Regions from separate parts of the Mus musculus genome. Here region 1 is linked to region 2. A link is a contact called in public HiChIP or PLAC-seq data. All regions are on one chromosome and are shown on one strand. Each heading gives the region's core, a stretch centred on a gene start, on an enhancer-like site or on the middle of the called end of the contact. The rest is flanking DNA. Distances are from core to core; before and after follow the strand shown. Region 1 has its middle 7.7 kb from the start of Gm41858. Region 2 overlaps Sh3pxd2a (SH3 and PX domains 2A).

The links. HiChIP or PLAC-seq counts read pairs in DNA pulled down with a chosen protein or histone mark.
Region 1: a contact with region 2 is called in an H3K27ac HiChIP or PLAC-seq map of embryonic stem cells, with 2.2 times the contacts expected there. The contact joins two enhancer-like sites. A contact is called at or near these places in 2 of 15 datasets of contacts at CTCF or cohesin (the NIH/3T3 cell line and embryonic stem cells), 11 of 484 Hi-C or Micro-C datasets (the C2C12 cell line, the HL-1 cell line, the N1E-115 cell line and 5 more), 26 of 115 datasets of contacts at active chromatin or transcription factors (CD4 T cells, CD4 single positive thymocytes, the NIH/3T3 cell line and 14 more) and 3 of 9 other capture datasets (adipose tissue, liver and pancreatic islet).

What each region holds. Positions count from the first base shown.
Region 1 is chr19:47,490,793-47,495,336 of GRCm38.p6, reverse strand. No RefSeq gene overlaps it. Among named protein-coding and RNA genes, the nearest start is that of Gm41858, 7.7 kb to the right of the region's middle. Within about 2 kb of position 1,861, at least 65 of the 459 cell types and tissues checked have an H3K27ac peak or open chromatin away from gene starts, as enhancers often do. A contact at or near this core is called in the HL-1 cell line, the NIH/3T3 cell line, embryonic stem cells and 2 more, where this site is marked.
Region 2 is chr19:47,329,753-47,334,442 of GRCm38.p6, reverse strand. The region is part of intron 6 of Sh3pxd2a (SH3 and PX domains 2A); the gene reads left to right. Among named protein-coding and RNA genes, the nearest start is that of Gm29834, 45 kb to the right of the region's middle. Within about 2 kb of position 3,387, at least 223 of the 459 cell types and tissues checked have an H3K27ac peak or open chromatin away from gene starts, as enhancers often do. A contact at or near this core is called in the HL-1 cell line, the NIH/3T3 cell line, embryonic stem cells and 2 more, where this site is marked.

The DNA of each region.
Region 1 (4,544 bases), core at 612-3,111, 160 kb before region 2:
GTTTGTTTGTTTTGTTCCTGGAACTCACTTTGTAGACCAGGCTGGCCTCGAACTCAGAAATCTGCCTGCCTCTGCCTCCCAAGTACTGGGATTAAAGGCGTGCACCACCACTCCCAGCAAACTGCTGGGTTTTTGTTTGCAATTATTTCTTGAATATGAGCCGAATTGAGCACCTAGATGCTCACCATGGATACCATAGACAAGGTTCTGTCCTGGACAGTGGCCATCTCTTCTACCAAGAGCAAAGAATGGCCAGTCACCCACTTGCAACAGCATTAGCCTCAGGACCATCCCAGAGCCCAGTCAGCACGGGTGATACACAGCTGAAATAGACATACGGCTTTCAGCGTCTCAACATGCTGCTTCAAGTACTTGGCCATGTGCTCACAACAGCACTAATGTGGTAAAACATAAAGCAGTGGTGTATGTGTGTGTGTAACATGCATGTGCACGCTTGTGTGTGACTATGGGTGCACAGCATGCCATAACATGCACGTGGAGGCCATAGGACAACCTTGAAGGCAAGCCTCACCTTTCACCTTATTTGAGACGTGATCTCTTCCACTGTTGGATTCACTGTTGGCCTTCAAGCTTCCAGGGATTCCCCTGCCTCCTCCTGCCTCATCACAGGTGCACTGCGACTGAAGATGTGCACTACCATGTCCGTCTTTGTGTGAATTAAATGCAGGTTCTCACGACTATGCAGCAAGTGCTTTACCCACTGAGCCACCTCCCTAGCCTGACTGATATTCTTTAAAGACAGCGCCCCCCCCCCAACCAGGTTCTCTGAAAGAGCAGTAAGCTCTTCTCTCTTAACTGCTGCTCTGTCTCTACCCCTACAACATGTCTTTTCTGGGTATTCATTGTGCCATGATCAAACGTAGTGACTATGCTATACAGAAGATCTCCCGAGCCCATTCCTGGGAACAATCTAAGAAAAGGAACAGCATATCTTAAGATGACAATGAAATTTTCCCGGTTGCTAGTATATTACTCATACTGGGTATTTTGGTTTGGAATGAAGTGCCCCTCCCAGGTTTATGTGTTAAAGCCTCAGCCGTTGTCACTGTTAAGGAAGGTTTTGGAAACTTAGGGGATGGGCAGGTCACTAGACGAGGGGGGTGGGGTCCTTGCAAGGGTATCTCCTCCCTTGCTCCTTTCTTGGTTGCCATAGTGTGAACTGTCATTCTTTGCCAAGATTTCCCCCTGCTGTTGTGGACTGATGTCTCTGGAATCACGAACCATAATGCATTCCTCTTTTTAAAAATCCCAGCACTTGGGAGGCAGAAGTAGAAGGAAAATAAATAAATAAATAAAGGCAGGCTCTCACTATTATTGACTTTCTGATTCCCCTGCATCAGCCTCCGAAGTGAGGGATTACAGATGTGCCTCTTACAGATGTGCCTGGTCTCTTTAAAACCAGCGGTGCTATTACCCGCCCATGGATGAGACACACTTCAGACTCCGTCACCATTGAGATAAATGCAGAAAACCGTGAATGCCTGTGGGGAAAGGGCTCGCTTTACGAGCCCCGCAGCTTTAGCTGGAGTCGAAGCAGGCTTAGCAGAGCTGCCATCTACATCTCCCAGCCTAATCACCCTAAGAGTCTGGGATTTTCATTTTCACCAGTTGACTGGACTGGTGTAGCTAATTGGGGCACTGGGCCACACCCATTTTGATCGCCTCTGCAAGGAAATGTACCCTAGGGGCCGAGGGTCTTTATTTTTCATTCTGAGGATGGGCCATGAATAAAGGACTCGAGGGAAGGGAAAGGGAGCACGGAACACACTTCTATTATGTCCTTAGCTCTGCGTCTCAGAATAATGGCGGCCCTGCATGATGTCTGCGGCAACCGCTGACATCCGTGCCATACTGAAACAAGTGGACAATGAATTTACTCTCGGATGAGTGGCATGCTCCTCCACTGAGTTGTTAGCATAGCCGTTGTTTTCCCATAGCCCTTTGTAAGTAGCAGGCAAGCTTTACCTCAGGGAAGCAGTGTGGAGCTGAGTTGGGGAGTTGCTAGTGCATACAGCCTGGGGAGTGTTTTCTGGAAGCCTGGAGCCTGGGGAGGGTTTCCAGATAAGTAGACCCCGAGGCAATGCAGACTGGAATGTCTTCTCTGACAGTCCCGTGGCAGAGGCCAGGATGACAGGGCTGGGATTGCAGGGGTGGGGATGGCAGAGGCTGAGATGGCAGGGATGGGGATAGGAGGACTCCTGTGCTGAGGCTCTGTGATGTCTCTGAGAAGGGCGGGACCTCAGCCTGGGTCATAGCTTCAGCTAAGATTCCAGGCCTAAATTTGCTAAGGAGGGGACCACAAATGTCCTGTCCTGAAGGGACATGAAGTTTGAACCCTGCTCTATCAGCGTAGGCTTTGGCCTCAGAAGGATGGTAGCTCTGTCCTGTTCTCCAGCTGTTTAATTCTAGAGTCCCATGGATCCTCAGGGAAGGGTGAACCTGTCTCATTCACCCTCCCACTACCTCCCGCCAGCCTAGAGGACAAAGGCTCGCCTGAGACAACTGAAATTAAAGAAAAAGGAAATGACAAGTCTCAAGCACTTGAGTTTTGAAAGTAAATCTCATAAAGGCACAGTTAGAAGAAATTCCCGGTAACTCTCAGAATGAGGTCATTCTACACGCCTGTGTTTCAGAATGCTGTTTTGAGTGGGAAGGAACGGCATAATGTCACAGTTTGGTTCTGGAGACATTGTTGGTTATTCTCCCAAGGACAAAAAAGCCCGTCCTGCATCACTGCAGAAACACAATTGGAAACCACTCCTTAGAGACGGTGGGAGAGGGGTTGACAAGATGGCTCAGCGGGGATAAGCAGTTGCCTCAAAGCCTAATGATTCCATTTCAACCCCCAGAACATACATGGTGGAAGGAAAGAGCTCATTCCTAAGCTGTCCCATACTCTACATAAGTGTTGTAGAACACAGAAACACTCTGTGTGTGTGTGTGTGTGTGTGTGTGTGTGTGTACAGTGTCTTGGCAGGGTCCACCCTTTTATAATCTACCCTGTCCCACAGGGTATGCCTTTGACATACTAATGAGCAAGGAAAATGACCTGTAACTCTGGTATGACCCTGCTTGCACCTGGCTATGCAGGAGCAAGTGGATGCTGGTAAGTGAGCAATGCATTCCAACTCAGAAGATGCCAAAAACCTCTGAGCCATGCGTGAGTCTTCTCTCAACATGAAGGAGCATGATGACTTACATACTGCAGTGGCAGCTGCTAGCCCAGCCCAGCCCAGCCCAGCCCAGCCCAGCCCAGCCCAGCCCAGCCCAGAAACTTCAGTATTGTCAGCAAGCTCTGCCTGTGCCTGCTGCATCTGCTTGCGTCTGGGCTTGCCTGCCCTTGGTGAAGGGCAAGGAATGGGACCTGCTCTCCTGGAAAAGACAGCTGGCTTGGGAATGCTGGTCTCAGCACTCCAGTAGGGGTTGGGCCACCAACACAGGCAGACTTGGAATTTTCCATCAAATGAGTCATAAGGCACATGATTTATAACTTTGAGGTACAAAAGGGTTTTGACCTCAGGCTTTAAATTTTTTTATAGCAACATTTAAACATTGGTTACCATCTGTATATAAGAAAAAGTGTGTGTGTGTGTGTGTGTGTGTGTGTGTGTGTGTGTGTGTGTGTGTGTGTGTGTATCTTTGGCAGTAGAACTTACTTACAGGGCAGGTAGACCAGATAGCCCATGCCTACTGCAGTGGTTCAGGGGAATTAGTATCAAGGCAGCGAAACAGAGATCAGGCAATACAACAGAACCTGAGACAGACAGAAGATGATAAGTAAGGTATGCCAGGCAGACCACAGCAAACACTTCAGGATTGTCAGACTTGTGGGGTCAGGGGTGGGGCTCCGGATTGCTTTGGAGTCTGAACTGGTGACAGAAGAAATGCCGGAAGAGGACATTCGAAAATAAGGAGTTCCATGTAGAAATGGACTGGAGAGACGGCTCCACCGTTAAGAGCACTTCCTGCTGCCAACACAAGAAACACAACTATTATCTCAAAGGATACCAGAAATAGTTAATTTTGGAGCCAAATCTGAGTGACCATGGCCCGGGAATACAGATTTAGGTGACCTCAAATTGTGTTCCAATGTGGAAGGAGTTTCATGAAGTGTTTATGGTAACAAAACAAAGTCCTAAATCAAGATGCTTTTAAATACATAGGTGGATACATTAGGCAGTTAGGTTATAGCAATACAGGGAGCACTCTAGGCCTGAGGCTCTAGCTGAGAACATTCTGAGTCCTTTGATTGGTGGAACTAGGGTTTGCTAATACATCCCAAAAGGTTTTTATCGGTTAGTCACAAGGTCTTGGACCTGACTTTGTCAGTTATGGGCTTAGTCATGGGCTGTTAGGTCCAACACAGAGGTAGGTGGACAGAGAAGGACCATTTAGGGGCTAAAGAGAGCCCAAACGGACTGTAACTAGGCATTGGACCAGCAACACCCCAGCCTCTTCCCATCTCAAGTTCTTGCCAGGAGTTCTCGTCCACACTGCTTTTCCTTCCACAGGACCTCAGTTTG
Region 2 (4,690 bases), core at 2,138-4,637:
TGATCCTCACCTCACTTCCTGCCTACGAATTCCTAAACCAAACCAGGCTTTCATTCTGGGTGTAGACTGATGGCCACATCTAAGTTTTGATAGACAGTGAAGGTAGCAGGAAGAGTGTCCCTGGATTGCCCAGGAGCCTGGACCAGTTTTTCGAAGCCACTTGCAATTGGAGGTGACTTGCAAGGAGCTGTCAGAAAACAGGGTTGTAAACCCACTATCCCTGAAACATTAGCCTAAGTGTTGAGGCCATGGAGATCAGTCACCTGAGGGCCCCGTCTGGCCTCATCAGGAGACAGTGGTGAGACTCTGCCATGAGGCTGTGGCCCTGGAGAAGGAGACACCCAAGTTGTGGTCCAGCAAAGAAATGCTTCCCACCACGAACCTCAGCCAGAAAGCAACTTGTTGCTCACTTCAGATTTCTGGTTTATAGGCATGTGATGTTGGGGCAACATTTCCAGTAATGATGAAGCCAACGGAAAAACAAGAACTGGAGGGGAACGCGTCTTGCCCGTTGTATCTGCACCTTTTTCTGATCTAAAGTTACTCAGTTTAGAGACAGAAATGTGCCGTGTGGAACTTGGTTGGCTCATGGCCTTTCTATAATTGGTCAGTTTCGAAATGTGAAGGCAAAGAGTTTTTCCAAAGTTTCAGGAAATTTAGAAGTTTGTAGGAAGAGCGCGCCTTTCCCTGATTCTTTCTTCGCCCCTTTGGATCTTGTCTCCATGTGAGCCAAGCAGCTGGCATAAGGAAGGACTGAATTACGTTAGGACAAGAGTCTTGTGTTAAGAGAGCAGGGCCATGTCAGGATCCTGTCACATTCCTGGCTCAGAGGAACATGGTTCCCTGTCATCCCTTCCTTGGCTCTGTTTCTGACTGGATGTGGTGCCTTGGGAGTCTGTGGTCTGGGGGGCAGCTTTTCCTTCCTCTCTGGGGTCTCCCCTGCTCACCCCAGATTCCAGATTCCAGAGGGCTCCCTGAGTGTTAAACAGGGTCTAAGCGAATTTATAACCATTCCTGAAGGAGGGTTAAAGTCCCTGTAAAGCAGAGATGACAAGCCAGCGACACAGGCCAGACTAAGACTGCCTTTTCCTAAGGCCTCACGAAGACCTTGCACAAGCATGGATCTGCTGGGGAGGGACATGCTCCCTCCATGCACAGTTGCCCCTGCCCCCTCCCCCACCCCATCAATCTCGTGGCTCCTAGGTCATCGTTTACATTTGATCCCAGGGTTCTGATTTCAGAGCCCATCCCCACACTCCTGTGACCTGGGCTGCCTCCGTTTAAGGCCAGTGGCCCTGTGTACAGCGGAGACAGTCTGGAAGACACAGAAGATTCATAAAGGCTGAATGGATGGGGGCAAGTTTCCAAGAAAGTACTGGTCTGGGCCTTCCCTCCATGGCCTCTTGGGCCCTGGTTATGGCTGTTTTATAGATTTGTTTGCTAAGCAACTGAGAATCTATTATGTGCCAGGGCACATGGTCCCAGCCCCAGGGATAGCAAGATGAACTTGAGGAGATCTTTGTCTTCCAGGACCCCCACTTGAATGAGAGAATAAGCCAACCAGGGTGTCAATAAACATAACAGCACAAATACCACAGATGGGTGGGGCATAGCAGTCCAAGCAGGGAGGCGCTAGCCCTCCTGAAGCTAATTTACTAAGGGTTTTGTTTCTTTCTTTTTTTTATTCATTTATTTTTGTTGTGCCAGGGTGTGTCACTTTTCTATTGCTGTGAGACAAACACCTATGGCAAACACTGTTATAAACAGAACGAGTTTAATTGGGCTCACGGCTCTGGTTCCATAGGGTTAGAGTCCGTGATGCTGGAACGCAGGCATGGTGGCTGGAGCAGCCAGCTGAGAACTCACATCTTGATCCGTGTGTAGGAGACAGAGAGCACCCTGGTGATGGTAGGAGGCTGTTGAGACCTGAGCCTGTCTCCACTGACATCTCCTCCAACAAGACCGCAGCTCCTGATCTCTGCCAAACAGGTCCACCAAACAGGAACCAAGCATTCAAATGTATGATCTTATGGGGGACTGTTTTCATTGGGCCCACCACATGGGGATTAAACATCATGCATGCTAAACAAATTGTCTACCACTGAGCTGTTTATCCCTACACACACACACACACACACACACACACACACACACACCTTTTTTTAAAAAACTTTATTTTTGCCGGGCGTGGTGGCGCACGCCTTTAATCCCAGCACTCGGGAGGCAGAGGCAGGTGGATTTCTGAGTTCGAGGCCAGCCTGGTCTACAAAGTGAGCTCCAGGATAGCCAGGGCTATACAGAGAAACCCTGTCTCGAAAAAACCAAAAAAAAAAAAAAAAAAAACTTTATTTTATGTTTTAAGACATACCCTAGCTAAGTTGTCCAGTGATGTTGCTGATAAAACACCACGACAGAAAGCAACTTAGAAAGGAAAGGGTTTGTTCCATCTTTCATCTCCCAGGCCACACTCCATCTAGGGGAAGTCAGGGCAGGAACCTGAGGCAGAGAAACTGAAGCAGAGGGCATGAGAACACTGCTTACTGGCTTGTTGCTCATGCTCAGCCAGCCTGCTTTCCTATACCATCCAGGACTACTGCGTAGGAGTTAGCGCCACCCACAGTGGCCTGTAATCTCCTACATCAATCATCAGTCAAATATTTTCTCGATTAAGACTCTTTCCCAGATGACCCCAGCTCATGTCAAGTTGATATAAAAACTTGTCAACACACTGGCCATGAGTTTGAGCATTTGAGGATCAGGAGTTTGGGTCATGCTCGGCTACTTAGGGAGTTTCAGGCTAGTCTGGACTACACTGAGATAGTGTTTCTAGGCTTCAGGGGTGGGGCTATTAAAAAAAAATCCTATCATCTGGGGGACTGGGATGCCTGGGTCATGAGTTTGAGGCCAGCCTGGGCTACATGGTATCTCAGTAAGGAAACATAGAAAGTAAACTGGGCATCTGGCTTCTCCATATCTGGGAGTACTGTGTGAGAGACATGATACAGATCACACCGGCTAATAGATACAGTGTGTCTGAACAGGAGAAAACGTGTTCCAGGGGCCTCCTCCAGCCTTCTTGTTAGAGGAGGACCCGGGAGGGCCCTGGAGCAGTTTCTCAGAGGCATTTGTTCACACCCATGGAAGGAGGGCAAGAATTCTGGCTGAATTCCTGGCTGTAGGACCCCACCTAGGCATCTGGCATCGGGACATGCTCCCTAGGGCTGTGCCTGTGACCCCCCTCTGGGGATGAGGCTCCAGGAAGCAGAACTTCTCAGAGTTGATGAGGGAGCACACTAACAGGATAGAGAACAGCCTTGTGCTAGCACAGGGAAGCCTGGGCGGGGCCCTGAGAAGTAGTCTGTCCCCAGTGAGCGAGGATCACAGTGCCTGAGAGAGAATCCCGGAGACCTGGACTTCACTCCATTCTCCCTGTGGGAAGTTCAGCCTGCGCTGTGGTATGGAAGGGTTAACTCGAGCCCCACCCCACCCCTGTCCTGCAGGCAACTAGGCTGCTGCTTTCTGGATAAAGCTTTGTCACGTGAGAGAGCCAGCTGTGGGGATTTCCCCAGCCGTGATGTGTGCATGCGTCTTAAGTGCATGCATGCACAACCGTTTACGTGGCAGTCTGTGAGCTCAGGGGACCTGTCTAAACACTTGCAGATCAGGGGTGGGCCAAGTCAGGAGAGGCCCAGGGCCTCTAGCAGACACTGTGGAGGAGGGGATTGACTGGGCCTGGATCCCACCAGTCTCTGTACAAGAGCACTTTGCACCTTCATAGACTACTGTCTCCTGTAACATCCACCATGCCACAAAGCTATATTGCTTATGGGTGCTTTGTTGTTATTGTTGTTGCTGTTGTTTTGAGCCCTTGGAAGGCTTTGCCATGCAGTCTTCTGGGATTTTCTGCTGGGCCTGAGGGTCCGTCTTTGTACTTTGGTGCCCAGGAAGGTGAAGGACTTTCCTCAGCCTCAGAAGGCCTGCACGTGGCTCAGGAGGGCAATTTTGGATTAGATCAGCGGTCTCAACCTTCCTTATGCTGTGACCCTTTAGTTCCTCATGATGTGGTGACCCCCCCCCCAGCCATAAAATTATTTTCATTGCTACTTCATAGCTGCAATTTTTCTACTGTTTACTGTTATGAACTGTAATATAAACTTCTGATATGTGACACACACCCCCAAAGGGGTCTCAACCCACAAGTTGATAATCCCTAGGCTAGATTAAGATTAGGGCCACAGGCATCAAATGAGCCTTGGTTCCCTTGAAACCAATGGAGTGAAGACCAAAGAAGGCTCCTGCCCCTTTCATCCACTGAGGTTAAACTGGACACTTGAGTGTTTCCAGTGTGATAGAATCGTAGTCAGGGTTAAGACAAAAGGAAATTCAAGACTAACTGGAGACACACAACACTTTGAGTGTGTATGCTAAGATTGGAACCCAGGGCCTTTATACATTCTAGACAAGTGTTCTAACACTAGGATATGTATCTAGCCTAGCTTAGCATGTTTTTATTCAACATCTATTATGTGCCAAATATTTGCTAAGATTATAATCCTAGCGGGTGTTCTGGAGGTGGTTAAAACAGTGAACAGTACAGGGCAAAGGTAGGTGAGATAGACCAACCTTTAAAAAATGCAAGCCGGGCGTGGTGGCGCACGCCTTTAATCCCAGCACTCGGGAGGCAGAGGCA